Regions from separate parts of the Mus musculus genome. Here region 1 is linked to region 2. A link is a contact called in public HiChIP or PLAC-seq data. All regions are on one chromosome and are shown on one strand. Each heading gives the region's core, a stretch centred on a gene start, on an enhancer-like site or on the middle of the called end of the contact. The rest is flanking DNA. Distances are from core to core; before and after follow the strand shown. Region 1 has its middle 26 kb from the start of Gm34402. Region 2 has its middle 2.8 kb from the start of Blcap.

Region 1 (4,511 bases), core at 1,860-4,359, 400 kb after region 2:
GACAGTCTCCAAGCAACCATTTCCTCCTGCATCCCCAGTTATCCCCCCCTCCGTGCCCCATGCCCCCTTCCCCCCTCCCCGCCGCTGCCCCCATCCCAGCCCTGACCCCTCCCTCGGTGCTCAGCTTCTGGTGGTCACTCTATGAAATCCATGAATAAAATATGTGCTACTCAGGCATGAACAGCTGAGGGCTGGTTCAAACTTTGGATCTCCTGCATTTCATACAATTGAAGGAAGTTCGTGGCCCCTGCTTGCTCCTTCCCAAATGTCACAGATGCTTTGTTGTGAGCTGGTTGGCATTTCCATCCTGTTGCTACAATATCTCCCCTGACTCTTGTCTAGTATGGATGCTTTGCTCTCCAAGGGGCCTGTGTCAGCCAGGGGGAGGGAGGAAAAGGAGAAGAGAGAAACACACAGTCTCTCTTTAAGTGTACCTTCCTGGTGCTGGGCAGTGGTAATGTATTTCCTTAATCCCAGCACTTGGAAGGCAGAGGCAGATGATCTCTGAGTTCAAGACCAGCCTGGTTTACTGAGTGAGTACTAAGACAGCCAGGGTTACACAGAGAAACCAAAACTCGAAAAAACAAACAAACAAAAAACCACCACTAACAACAACAACAAAAAAATAAAACCAAAAACCCAAACCAAAGCATACCTTCTTGAAGCTACAGGTCATTTGTGCTTACTCCCATTGCCACACCTAGCTGCAAGGGAAGCTGAGAGGTGAGGCCTTCATTTGGCCCAGTTGACTATAGGGATGGATACCAGGACTCTTTTAGTTAGATGAAGGTTAGGGATAGATTCCTGATAGTTTACCTCATGCCTGATTCTGATGTGAACACTTCTGCGCATACTGAGAAAGCCAGGCTGATGGAGAGATCTGCCAGCATCTCCTGCCCTAACCATCTGGGCCCTGTAGTCAAAGAAGGGGATTGGTGACTGATCCTTGCTAGGTGGGGTAGGGTGGAGCACAGAGACCTGGGTCCACCACCTTTCCCAGAGTTCATCAAGCTTGAGCTCTGTGGAACTTTGCAGCCTCAAGGGGTAGCGAGTATCTCAAAGCTATGTGTCCAAAATGTTGCTATATCCCATGAAAATCAATTTAAGTTCAAATCAATAAGATAAAATACTCAGTCCCCACCCTACATGAGAGAGCAAAAGGAGATGGCAGTGTCTCATCTCATCAGGCAAGGCTGATGAGAGCGGGAGGTCAGAGGCATGTGTGTGTCTTATATCAGGGGCGTCTCAGTGTGGGTTCCTCCTGAAGCAGAATGGGGACAAGAGATTGGAGGAGTGTCCCAGGCAGGGAGCAAGCAGCTTCCTTAGCAGGGAGTAACCCAGAAAATAGGCAGTAGGCAAATCATTTAACCACAGTGCACAAACGGGGTTCAGTCCTTCCAGGAACCCTGGGGAGCTGTTCAGAAGTTGAAACCTAAAGCTATTTTTGCACAAGGAGGTGGGGGATAGAGCTTAGAGATATGAGTGTACTTTGTTGATCTGTTCTCAATTCTTGCTTAATTCATTAAGCATTCTGGCCTGTTGATGCTGCAGATGGAAGGCCTCCCCCACTGCAGGATGTCCTCAGGCAAAGAAACTAAACAGGAGGCATTGGAAAGTGGCTGGTACACTTACCTGAAGGAATAAGGCCTGAGGGCTGTGAGTAGGCACCTTGTGGTGTGTGTCTCAAAGGGTGAAGATCAATATCCTTGACACAGCTACACAGTTTTTATACACACACACACACTCATGTACATTTTCAGACTCAACCTGTTCCCTCCTTTTTTTTTTTAATTGATTCTATGTGAATTTCACGTCATCATCTCCCCGTTTCTCCCTATCTACCCTTGCAACCTCCCACCCAAAGCAAACAAAAATCCAAACTAAACCAAAGATCTCGCCATGGAAACTGTGGTGTGTCACGATGTGTCTCACATTATACCCTTTTGCCCAGTCTTTCTTGCAAATAAATGTTCATGGCAGTGAGTCATTGGTCTGGTGTGAGGCCTCTGGCTTCTGCTGCGCTATCAGCACTGCATCCTCCCGGGGACCACTCTAGGATACCCTGTTGTTGCTGGTGTCATGGAGATCCTTCAGCTTTGGTTTTGGAGTAACAGCTCCTTCTCATGCTTTAGCAGTTCACAGATGGGGTCGGTGCTGGGCTGGGCCAACTCAAAGCCTTGGATCTGGGCCTGGGTGGTAGCTGAGTTGGTCAGCCTGACAGCTCTCCCAGGCTCACACCACCAGGGCCAGCTCTCCAGCCCCCACACCACCAGGGACAGCTTTCTCACATTGTCCAGGCAAGGGATGGGGCAGGCTCTACACAGACTACAGACATCAACATGGCCCCAGTCAGCAGCCCAGACCAGGGACATCTGCATGGGCCACAGTCATCAACACAGATGCACACTGCTGCAGAGTCACAGACGCAGAAATGGCCCTGGGCTGTGGCATGGGCCAGGACCTCACCATGGCCTCAGGAGGTTCTACTGACTTCTCACATCAGGCTGCTCCTCACCGCCCTTGAGGCTCCGCCTCCACCCCTCCTCCTGCACACATCAGTCTGCTTCTCTTTCTCTTCCATCTCTTCACTGGTGACTTGTTCATCTTAGTGGCTCCTGGGGTCTCTGGGCGTCTTCCCTGTGGTGTCGGGCAGGGGTCACCCTGTCCCTTCTTACTGCAAGGACTTTACACAGACTATTTGTAGCCTCCCCCACTGGGACATTCCCCTCCCCCACTGCATCGAGTCATCTACACAATCTTTAGCTATTGGCTTGATTATTCCTTGTTAGGCTCCTGAGGGATGCCCCCAGCCATCAAGACCCCAGGACAAGACCAAGTCTTCCCAATGCATATTGCTCCATCTCTGTCCTACAGTGTGCCATCTCTCTGTGGCTAGTGGATTAGTCTTTTCCCATAGTGCTGTGAGGAAGGGATCTTGGTTGTCACGTTCAGTAACACATAGTAGGTGTTCAACAAATGTATATTGACCGGGTGAATGAAAGAATATGTGTGTAAACAGACCCAGGTCTAGCTGAATATAGGCTCTAGTGGCCAGAGACAGACTCTACTAGCTCAGGAGCCAGGGAAGAGGAGGAGGCTAATTAGCAATTCATTAGGATCCATTTCCAAGTCTATAGTCAATGCTAATGACTTGTTTGTTTAAAACAGGAAGTTCTGTACTCATTAAACCCATTAGTAAGTGAAAACGTTTCTCGGGAAGTCTGGCCTCCCACACTGCAGTGCAATCTCAAAGCTCAAGCCCCTCTTGCTGAGACTTTTCAGGATTCAGCAAAGCAGGTGCTACAGGTGGAAAACACCTAGGCTGATCTCCACTTTCCCCAGCCTTCTGCCTCAGAGGGATGTGAAGACGTACAGAATCTTAGCTCATCAGAGGACACCGTGAGGCCAGGACTGCCTGAAAGAAGAGAGGCCATGCTTGGTAGTATATGCTTAAGCCTTTTTTTTTTTTTTTTTTTTTTTAGTCCTGACTGTCCTGGGACTTACTATGTAAACCAGGCTGGCTTCACAGTCATAGCGTTCTTCTGCCTGATGGGCAAGCCTGAGGTTCATTGCTATCTTAACATTTGTCTTTATATCAAAAGAATACTGTCTTCATATAGGCAGACTCCACAGCAAAAACGAATTGTGCTGTGATCCTATCTCATAACTGGCGAGGGACTTCAAGGGGCAATCTTCCCTTGTTGTCTTGTTTGTTTGTTAGTTTCAAGACAGGGTTTCTCTGAATATCCCTGGCTGTTCTAGAACTCTCTTTGTAGACCAGGCTAGCCTTGAACTCATAGAGATCCACCTGCCTCTGCCTCCCTAGTGCTGGGATTAAAGGTGTGCCCCACCACCAGCTGGCTAATTGTCCATTTTTTGAAAAGAAGTTATTACATTAATCTATTTATATCCCCCCTTTCTCATTTGCATGCCAGGGCACACATGGTGAGGTTAGATGGCACTTTGAGGGAGTTGGTTCTCTCCTTCCACCATATGGGTCCTAGCGATTGAACTCGGGTTGTCAGGCTTGGTGCAAGTGCCTTTGTCCACAGAGTCATCTTGCCTGCCCCATTTCCCAACTGTTTTATGCTGCCTCTGCATGCTGAGCCTTGTCCAGGAAGCTGCCTCCTGAAAGCTGAGCACCATCAGGTGAGGGCTCCCTTCCTGGGTCTCATGTACCCTCCAGCTCCCACGGACCTTAAGCTGTCCCCGAATGCCACTGGCCTCAGACTTTGCATGCATTATATCAAGCCCTTGAGGCTGTGTGGGGTGCTGTACACCTTTAATTCCAACCCTTGGGAGGCAAAGGCAGGCCGATCTCTGAGTCGGAGTCTAGTCTGGTCTACATAGTGAGGTCCAGGCTATATAGGAAAAAAAAATCAAGTTATTGAGTTCTGCTGGGAAAAGCCACTGATCATTCTACTGAAGAGAAAGCTGATTTGTCAAGGTTGCAATGCTGGAGACTTATAACTAACCAGAGTGCAAACAATAAGCCACAGTCGAAAGCTCAG
Region 2 (4,220 bases), core at 1,347-3,846:
TGGAATCCTGGTGTCTGGAGTGGGCGAGGGTTGGGGCCGTCTTAGGCATATTGAGTTTGTGCATTGTGTGAGTGAGGGGTCTTGTTCCAGACATGGAGGTGACAACCCTAAGGGTGGAAGGTGAACAAGGAATATGACAGGTACCTTGGTCATGAATTTGAATTTTTGTCTTGAGAGACATGGGAAGCTATGTTCTTCGAGGCAATGAAAAGAAATCTGGGTCTCTCCGAGGCCATTGACTTTCAGGGTTAGAAAACATGAAAGTGAGGTTTGGGACAGGAAGCCAGTTAAGCAACCAGAACATCTTTCCAGACACAAAGTCATGGTGACTCAGACAGGTAGTGACTAAGGGAGCTAGAAGAGATCATATCAAACTGGGTGCGGGAAGCACATACTGAGGCACAGGCATTGACTCCTAAGCTGTGGCTGTAGGGATGAAGAAGAGGTGAAGAGCCCTTGGCCAGGGTGGAAAGGCCCGAAGACAGGCTGCTAGGGGACAATCAGAAGTGGGACAGAGAACTCAGTAGCGGAAATGCCTGGGCACACCGTGGATGGAGAGAGTGGACCTGTATAAGGGCTGGTGGGCCTCCCTCAGCACACGGGTCTTGGTAGTGTCTAGAAGCCAAGGGGATCCAAGGCAGGAAGGAAGGAGGCCAATGGTGATCTAGGGAGGAGCTGGGAAAGGAACTGCAGAAGCGGGGTGCAGCAGACTCTCTTGTCCCTACTGCCACAGGCTGGTCCATGAAGCAGGGGTTCCGTGGAGTGGAGCTGGCTGGTGCTGACTCACGTGGGAGACTTTGGACACCTTGGATTCGGGAATGAGATGGCTCTGTAGCCTGTTCTTCATGTTGCCTCTCTCTCTCTTTCTTTCTTTCTTTCTTTCTTTCTTTCTTTCTTTCTTTCTTTCTTTCTTTCTTAACAGTAAATTACTGCCTTAAAAAGGAGGGGCTGGCGAGATGGCTCAGTGGTTAAAAGCACCGACTGCTCTTCCGAAGGTTCTGAGTTCAAATCCCAGCAACCACATGGTGGCTCACAACCATCTGTAATGAGATCTGATGCCCTCTTCTGGTGCATCTGAAGACAGCTACAGTGTACTTAGATATAATAATAAAAAATAAATCTTAAAAAAAAAAAAAAAAAGGAAATGAGTGGCCGGGCGTGGTGGTGCACACCTTTAATCTCAGCACTCAGGAGGCAGAGGCAGGCAGATTTCTGAGTTTGAGGCCAGCCTAGTCTACAAAGTGTGTTCCAGAACAGCCAGAGCTACACAGAGAAACCCTGTCTCAAAAAACAACAACAAACAACAACAAAAAACAAAAACAAAAAAAAAAAAAAAAAGGAAATGAGTGGCGGATACATGGAATGGCTTGGTGTCTCAGAGGACCTGGGTTTCTTCCAACACTCTGTTATCCTTCAGTTCATGGGCACAAGATGATCCCAGTTCCAGGTGTCACACCTGAGCGGGGATGGGTTGAGACCACAGCGGGTTGGGCTGTGACCCTCATGTTTAATTGCTTATGAGTCCTTTACCTGTACCTGGTTTTCTGTCATCTAACAACAGAAGAAAACAGAGGGCCAGGGAGCTCTTGTTAAATGAATAGCGGTCTGAGCACTGAATGGGGGCAACTCAAATTACTGCCTGAAAACAGAAGAGCTGTTATCGCACTTACAGGATTTTGATAGGTTATTTCTCTGCCGCCAGTGAAATGAGCCAATTCAAGCCAGATTAGAATATTTTGAAGGCAGGTTTATTGGGAAGCTGCTCTCTGGTGAATTCACTGGCCCTAAGGAACGAGGCCGGAAAAGTCCCCATGGGGAGTGGGAGACAGAAGGGAAGGAGAAAGGGACGGAGGGAAAGAGAGAGCTCGAGGGAGCAAAATGTCTGGATTTCTATAGGGAGGAGCCACTGAGGGAAGAGCAGCCCAGCCCCTGGGCTGGAAAGTTCAGGGTTGGGGGCCAGGAGGGGACTGAGGGATGCTGGGAGAACCTGGAGGCCAGGTCTGTTTTGATATGTAAATTATGTACCCTGGTCCTGGGGTGGTCCCAAACCAGTTTTAGCTCAGTTTTCTAGAGCTGGAGTGTAGAGGAGGTGTGTGGGGAGCCTGTGGATGCTGCACCATAGTATGAGGGACTTGAGCAGCATCCTCATATTTGGGCCTTAGAACCAATCCCCTCTGACACACATATTTTATGCATAAATGTAACAAACCACTAAAGCACTACAGATTAATCTGACATATACAGGATGCGGGTTAGAAAGAGCTGGACCCACACCAGTGCAAAAAGCAGGATCCCATTGTCTAGCTCAAGAGTTGATGATACTGAACAGAGGTGATAGCAATCAAATTAGTGGGTTCAGGGGGTCTGGAGGGGAAGGGACCAAGCAAAGACTTGGCTCAGGTCTCAAGGGAAACATTCGATGGTCCTATAAAAAATTAAAAAAAAAAAAAAAAAAAAAGGAAAAGCATATTTTAAAAGACCCTGCTGGGGAATGTTTTCGGTCATTGTGTATTCAGACACTGATTTCTGAATCCAGAGATCTGGTTGCAATCTGGACTTTGGTGTTGTCATTATTATGAAATAGGAATTGAGACTCAGTATGTTGTAAAACATTGTATCCCAGAATCTTCTGATTGTTTAAAATAAAGGGCTGAGCAGCTTACAGCTGGGCAGGAAAGGAAAAGGTGGTACCTCTGTGCTCAGAGAGAGGGAGCCAGTCTCAGGTGGGGAACCAGGGAGTGGCCGTCACTGGGAAGCCGAAGAAGAAGGAGGTGTTGTCAAGGCAAGGGCAGGTATCAGGCCATGTGGCTGGAAAGCAGTCTGAGAAGTAGTCTAAGGCCAGCTTTGTCGGGTTGGAATAGCTCAGAACCTGCCCGGCTATAGTGTCTGAAGCTTATTAGTAAATATAAGGTATACATGTCAGTATTCAAAACAAGGGTGGGTATAGAAAAGCTCTGTACTTATACAGATCCCAAAACAAGGGTCAGAAAGTGTTCCTAGTACTTCTGTGGCGGTGTGGGCATTGCCAAAGCCCCAGTGGCCAACTTTCTTATGGGAACTGCAGAGCTGGAGGCAGGCATGGCTTCTCACCTCCGCTTGGTTTCTCTGGTTGCTTCCACCCTCAGGCTTGCTCCATTTGGATCCTGGGATTTGGAATGACCCAGAAACCCTTTCTGCCCTAAAATTGGGCTAAGCCAACCTTGACTTCCTGCCAAGGCCTCCGAAATTCTCCCCGTCCACCTGGCAGCCAACCAGGACACCTGCTTTCCTCAACTCGGCACCCCCTCTGAAACTAGTCTTTTCCTTGGGGATCCCTGTCTCCTTTAGACCTTTTTGTCTTCACTGCCAAAGTTTGGTCCTGATCACCACCCACCCTCCCTCCCTCCCTCCCTCCCTCCCTCCCTCCCTCCCTCCCTCCCTCCCTCAGGCCTGTACTGGCCTCTCTGTTTTGACTCCTGTGAAACCCCAAACAGTCCTTGTGATGGCTAGTTTTGCCAACGTAGCCAAGAATCACCTGGAAAAAGTCTCAGTGAGGGACTTACTTAAAGCAGGTTGGCCCATAGGCATGTCTGTGGAAGATGCTCTTGATTGCTTTAATTAATATGGGAAGACCTGGTCTGGAAGTTGGTGGCACCATTCCCTGGCTTTGGAACCTGGACTGTATAGGCAGAGAAAGGTCAGTGAGCACCCAAGCCTGTATGCATTCATTTCTCCCTGCCTATGACTGTGGACTTGGTGTGGCCAGCTGCTTCCAGCTCCTGGCACCTTGACCTTCTCTCCCACCCCATCCCCAGTTATGACACTCTGTAACCTGGCTCTCTCTAAGCTGCTCTCTGTCAGGTTTTTGTTACTGTTTGTTTGTTTGTTTTTTTTTTTTTTTTAATCACAGCAACAGAGATCACAGGTGTCCTTCATACTGCAGCCAGAAGACCCTGTTACTCTCCTCTGGAGGTGGTGTCCCCTCCTCTGTAGTGACCTGTCAAAGTCCTCCCCATCAGCCTTCAGTTGCTGTGAAGGGACACTGTGACTATAGCAACTGTTACAAAGGAAAACATTTAACTGGGGGTGACTTACAGTTTCAGAAGTTTAGTCCATTATTGTCATGGCAGGAAGCATGGTGGTGTGCAGGCAGACAAAGGTGCTGGAGAAGGGGCTGAAAGTTCTTCATCCTGATCCACAGGCAGCAGGAGAGACAGTGAGCCACTGAACCTTGGCTTGAG

The links. HiChIP or PLAC-seq counts read pairs in DNA pulled down with a chosen protein or histone mark.
Region 1: an H3K27ac HiChIP or PLAC-seq map of embryonic stem cells shows a contact between it and region 2, with 3 times the contacts expected there. The contact joins two enhancer-like sites. A contact is called at or near these places in 2 of 115 datasets of contacts at active chromatin or transcription factors (acute myeloid leukemia and embryonic stem cells).

What each region holds. Positions count from the first base shown.
Region 1 is chr2:157,964,907-157,969,417 of GRCm38.p6, forward strand. No RefSeq gene overlaps it. Among named protein-coding and RNA genes, the nearest start is that of Gm34402, 26 kb to the right of the region's middle. Within about 2 kb of position 3,110, at least 4 of the 459 cell types and tissues checked have an H3K27ac peak or open chromatin away from gene starts, as enhancers often do. A contact at or near this core is called in embryonic stem cells, where this site is marked.
Region 2 is chr2:157,567,080-157,571,299 of GRCm38.p6, forward strand. No RefSeq gene overlaps it. Among named protein-coding and RNA genes, the nearest start is that of Blcap, 2.8 kb to the left of the region's middle. Within about 2 kb of position 2,597, at least 5 of the 459 cell types and tissues checked have an H3K27ac peak or open chromatin away from gene starts, as enhancers often do. A contact at or near this core is called in embryonic stem cells, where this site is marked.